2 separate regions of the Sus scrofa genome follow, and region 1 is linked to region 2. The links are chromatin contacts, called in public HiChIP or PLAC-seq maps. All regions are on one chromosome and are shown on one strand. The core of a region is the stretch at or near the end of the contact, and the rest is flanking DNA. Distances in the headings are between cores, read along the strand shown. Region 1 has its middle 32 kb from the start of PSEN2. Region 2 overlaps ITPKB (inositol-trisphosphate 3-kinase B).

What was found. HiChIP or PLAC-seq counts read pairs in DNA pulled down with a chosen protein or histone mark.
Region 1: a contact with region 2 is called in an H3K27ac HiChIP or PLAC-seq map of skeletal muscle. The contact joins two enhancer-like sites. A contact is called at or near these places in 6 of 47 Hi-C or Micro-C datasets (embryonic fibroblasts, heart right ventricle, mesenteric adipose tissue and 3 more) and 2 of 2 datasets of contacts at active chromatin or transcription factors (alveolar macrophages and skeletal muscle).

The regions. Positions count from the first base shown.
Region 1 is chr10:14,511,195-14,513,894 of Sscrofa11.1, forward strand. No RefSeq gene overlaps it. Among named protein-coding and RNA genes, the nearest start is that of PSEN2, 32 kb to the right of the region's middle. Within about 2 kb of position 1,402, at least 14 of the 83 cell types and tissues checked have an H3K27ac peak or open chromatin away from gene starts, as enhancers often do. A contact at or near this core is called in skeletal muscle, where this site is marked.
Region 2 is chr10:14,387,454-14,390,153 of Sscrofa11.1, forward strand. The region is part of intron 3 of ITPKB (inositol-trisphosphate 3-kinase B); the gene reads right to left. Among named protein-coding and RNA genes, the nearest start is that of ITPKB, 81 kb to the right of the region's middle. Within about 2 kb of position 1,373, at least 18 of the 83 cell types and tissues checked have an H3K27ac peak or open chromatin away from gene starts, as enhancers often do. A contact at or near this core is called in skeletal muscle, where this site is marked.

The DNA.
Region 1 (2,700 bases), core at 152-2,651, 120 kb after region 2:
GTGTGGTACAGAGGCAGACCAGGTATGTTCACATCAGAAACGCCATGCACCTGGTGCAGGTGTGGAAAGGTACAGGGATCCTCCCCCACGGGTGAATTGGGTGGCTGTGGGGACAGGGGATCGTCACTCAAGGAGCCCTCGATTGGAAGGTTGGCCCTTGCTCTCCTGTGTTCATCACATCTACCAAGTGGTTGGTTGGACCCTGAGATAGAGACCTTTCCTTACAGCCTCTGCTTTACGTGAACATGCACTTGGGGAAGAGAAGCATTAACTAGACTTTATCGTTCACATAGAACTCACTGTGTCCACACCTGCAATGATTTCAGTCAACTGCAGCCATATCAACAAAGCACCATTAACATGGACCACTGATTTCTGTATTGCACTGGGCAGTAATTTTAGTTACTATAAGCATTCTACTTGAACTTTTAACTGGTAGGGTCAGGCCCAGAGCAAGGTCTCTCTGGAGCTAAACTTCCCAGGGTAATGAATAAAGCACACACAGCATTAAGGAAGGGCAGATGTGTCCACGACATCTTTCCAGCTTCCTTCTAGAAAGGGTTCCTTGGGAATGTACGTTTTTTTTCCTCAATGGAATTAGCTCATCAGTTCATGTTCTCTTTACCTTCGCCCCACCCCCGAATCAAAACTTGAAACTAATTTCATGGGAAACTGCTCTACTAAAGGGATGTTGGAAAGGATCTGATCAAATACTTACATTGATTACTATTAAACTACAAATTAAGGACCCAGTCTTAAGGTTTCCCTTCTAGAGACTTCGGGTGAGCATATTTTAGTCTTAAAGGAATAAAAATGGATAAGGGTAGATCTTAGGCATCGGTCATCAGAAAACCTTTCCTTGACAATATTTTGTAAGGAAAAAAAAATCTTCCCGGCACTAGCGTTCTTCAAATGAAACCATATAAAAACTACTCTGCCTTACTTGTTTGTCCCTTAGAAGATCCAAGCAAATACCGTCAGCATCCCCTGGAGGTGGTGGGATCATCCAGTGATGCGGATTTGATGTCACAGCAGCTAAAATTCCTTTGCCTTCCTGAACATCCATTCACAGTTTCCACTTATTTTAGGCTCCTTAAATTCTCAAAAGTCTTACATGAGATTTAATTTGGGGGTCAAGACCCTTTTTTAAGCACTATTTATTTAGTTATGCATGGGGCGGGGGGTTCAACCATCTCGATTCAGGGTTTCCAGCACATCCTTAGGAGCAAAGGCGCGATATAAAATCTCATGCACAGAGGCACTCGCACAGCACCTCTGGTTTCCCAAGTGCTTGTAAACTGTCAAGTGACTCAGAAATACCAGGGACTCATCCTGACAGAGTCCAGAAGGAAAGGATGACTTCATCTGAAGCCGACCCAAAGAAGAAGGCACATCTGTCATCTCCCGGACAGTGTTCCAGGCGGAGCCTGAGCTCCTGGAAGCGGGATGTGTGTCAAGGCTCAGCTCACATCTGGCTGCCTCATCCAGGGGAGCTCTCAGCCCCAGAAAAGTCAGGAATGCTTCAGGCACTGCTCCCCAAACCGGAAATGAGGCCTGGCTAGCCCCTGGGGGAGACCTGACTCTGCTGCTGCTAGCAGCTCCCACCTGCATCTGAGGAACCTAGGTTAGTCATTCCTCACCTCCCCCAGGTGGGCCCTTTGGCAGCCTGAAAAAACCCATCTGAAGCTCTCCTTGCTCATTATCTGGACCCTGGTGTCTCTCCACGGCTGCTCAAGGCTTAAAGAGGACCAGCTGTTCTGCGGCTGCCCTGATGCTCTACAGCTGTAATTGGGAACCAATGTGCACTTGGGCCTCCATCGCTTAATCCTACTGAATAATTCTGCCTGGCTGGAAAAGCAAAATGCTTCGCCTTCCAGCTGCTAAAATTGCCCAGCTACTTGACACCTTCCAGCTGCTAAAACTGCCCGGCCACTTACCACCATAGCATGAGGTGATGTGTCAGCCACCCTTCCTTCCATCACTCCAACCTCTTCTTGCCAACAAACAAACAAAAAAATCCACAGTCTAAGTAGTGAGCTGATTTATTGAAGGATATCGTGTGGCTTACAGAATTTCCAGGAAGTCCAGAAAATCATGTCTGGAGGCTCTACAGCCTGGAGCAACCCAGATCATCTTCCCACCACTGCTGGCGTGCAGGTGCCGTTGGCATATTAGATACCGAGATAGGACACCATCACCAGGACCTCTGCCCCTGTCACCCCTGTGGCTCTGAGATCTCAATGATTGCTCCACTGAGCCCCCAGGAAAGAATTCCTCCAGGTGCTTCTCACAAAGGTACATCTGATTGGCGATGCCTGGGTCACTTGCCTGTGACCTAGCTGCAAGGGGTCCTGGGAAATGTAGTTCTGGCCTAAAAGACTAATAATAAGAAAGGTATTTATCCAAAAGATGTTAAAGAGTCACCAATATGACCCATATGCACTTTACATGGCCCTTTATTTTAGTCACAATTGTCTGAAAATAGGCATTATATATATATTATTAATATATATCATTCACTTATTTTAAATCTGCTATTTAAAAAAATTGAGATGCAGTTGATTTACAATATTACATTCGTCTCAAGTATATACCACATATAAACCTGTTTCTTTTTTTTTTTTTTAATCCTTTTTTGGCTACACCCATGGCATAGGGAAGTTCCTGGACCAGGGACTGAATCCCAGCTGAAGCTTCAAC
Region 2 (2,700 bases), core at 123-2,622:
TTGTGTCCCCCATCAGTGGGTAAGCTTCTAGAGAACTGGGCATTTATCCTGACACTGCTGTACGCCCTCTAGGCTGGACACACAGTGGGAGCACAATACCACCAGCCGTGGCACTCATCAGAAAATTGTACAGGCCCAGCGCAGAGCCGGGACTCCACGGCATGTGGAGGTTCCCAGGGTAGGGGTCGAATCGGAGCTGTAGCCACTGGCCTACACCACAGCCACAGCAACGCAGGATCCGAGCCACGTCTGCAACCTACACCACAGCTCACGGCAACGCCGGATCATTAACCCACTGAGCAAGGGCAGGGACCGAACCCGCAACCTCATGGTTCCTAGTCGGATTCGTTAACCACTGCGCCACGACGGGAACTCCTCAAAACTCTTTATGCTCACCTGCTGAAGCCTGGATTGTTCCAGAAACATCTCCAGGGAGCATCCTTGTGTGGATTTGCTGTTCCCTCTGCCTGGGGTTCATGCCATACCACCAGGCTCCAGGAGAGCTGGGTCCACTCCAGGAGTCTTTTCACATGCCCGCACAAGGCCCTGGGGCTGCTTGCAGTCTGGTGTAATCCCTTCCACTCAGCGCGGCTCCAGACCCACCCGCGTCCCTCTCCCTAACTTTACAGGAGCTGGCAACAGAGAGGCTTGCAATCTTGCCAAACCAGCCCACCTCCCCCTTTTTTTTTTTTTTTTTTTTTTTTTTTTTTTGGTTTTCACCCAAGAACGGAGGTATCTTTCACCCAAAATGGAATGGCTCCTCATACTCCCAACCAGGCAGGGCCCGGCCAATGTTCCATCTCTGATCCAGAAGGTCACTGACTTGGCTCCTCCTTCCTCCTCCCTGCTGGACTCCATCCTCTTAAGAACTAAAAATAATGGGGGCGAGAGGAAAGAGGGGAGAGGGAGAAGCCGCTGAAAGCATAGGAAGTGCTTTGGCGCACAGAGGCCCAGCACACCTCTCCCACTGCTGGGCCGCTGCAGCCCAGGGGGGAGCAACAATAGGAGGAAACGGCGCGGGGGGGGGGGGGGGAGGGAGGAGCGGGGGGGGGGGGCTGGCGGCCTCTGGGAGCTGACTTCCTCAGGGACAAAGCTCACAGGACAGAAATGCTCAGCCTTTCCTCTGGGAAAGGGCGTCCGGGGTTCTGCCCAGCTGGTAAGGCCGCCCCTGCACTACTCGAGCAGGTCTCTTCCCTCCCTTTGCCTTGTCCACCCCTCCCCAGAGATTTTATTTTTAATTTGGTCAAAATGCAAAAAAACAAAGCTGAGTTACAGAGGGTGGAAATTTACTGAAGGTCCTTACTAGTCAGCAAACAACTGGCACTAAAGGCCTGGGACTGCTCACTCAGCACCCCCAAGGCCCCTTGCGGTCCCTTCCTCACAGGGGCCAGTGTCCTGACTGCCCCAGGCCTGCCCGCCCCAGCCCTACTGCTACTCCTCCAGCTAAGTCCCTTCTTCTGAGTTCCCAGGAGGACCAGGCAGGCAGTGGAGTGGGCGCCAACAGCATGTGGGGGCTTCCGGCAACGGTAATACCTAGGTGATTCATCTTGACAGGTACTGGAGCCAGACACAGGGCTAGGTGCTTGATTAGGAGGTATTAGGAGGACGCAGAGAGATTGAACACCTTACCCAAGGTACTCTACAATGGTAACAGCAGATGGACAGTTGAGATTTGAACCCAGGAAGTCTGGCTCCAAGGTCCAAGCTCGTCATCACTCTGCCAGGCTGCATCAGTGGTCATTTGTTTCTGTTTTGTTTTGTTTTTAGGGCCGCACCTGCAGCTTATGGAGATTGCCGGTCTAGGGGTCAAACCAGAGCTGCAGCTGCAGGCCTACACCACAGCCACAACAATGCCAGATCTGAGCTGTGTCTGCAACCTACACCACAACTCACAGCAACACTGGATCCTTAACCCACTGAGCGAGGCCAGGGATGGAACCCGCATCCTCATGGATACTAGTTGGGTTCCTTTGCTCTGAGCCACAACAGGCAACTCCTCATTAGTTATTTGTAACATGTAACCTTTCTGCCAGATAAACCCAGGTTTAGATCCTGTTATTCCTGGCTGATGGTATTGGCAAGTTGCCAAGCTTCAGCTTCCTCATCTGTAAAATGGGACCCCTTCCCCAAGTCCTGCAGGGTGGTTTCCAGGATTAAACTCTCTCTGAATAGCGCCTGCTCTGCACACAGAAGCACTGAGTTGGCAGGGTGGGGGGCGGAGGTCACCGGACGACACAGCCCACCTCCGTTGTGTGGGCTATAAGCCCCCTGAGGGCAGGAGCCTGTCTGTGCGATGAAACACACAGAGGGGACCCTGGACTGCTCAGTAGAATGAGCAGCAGGTCTGATCGCCTCCTCTTCCAGGCAGCCTGGGCCTTTCCAAGAGGCAAGTGCAGAGAGCAAGGGCCACAGCTGGCAGGCAGTGGGGCCTCAGCAACAGGCCTAGTCCTTGCGGTGAAATGACCCCTGGAACTGCTGGGGGCTGGCCTTAAACAGAATCTTTCAGAGTTCCTGTCATGGCTCAGCAGAAACGAATCTGACTAGCATCCATGAGGATGCAGGTTCCATCCCTGGCCTCGCCCAGTGGGTTAAGGATCCAGTATTGCCATGAGCTGGGGTGTAGGTTGCAGATGTGGCTCAGATCTGGCATGGCTCTGGCTGTGGTGGAGGCTGGCAGCTACAGCTCCGATTCGACCCCTA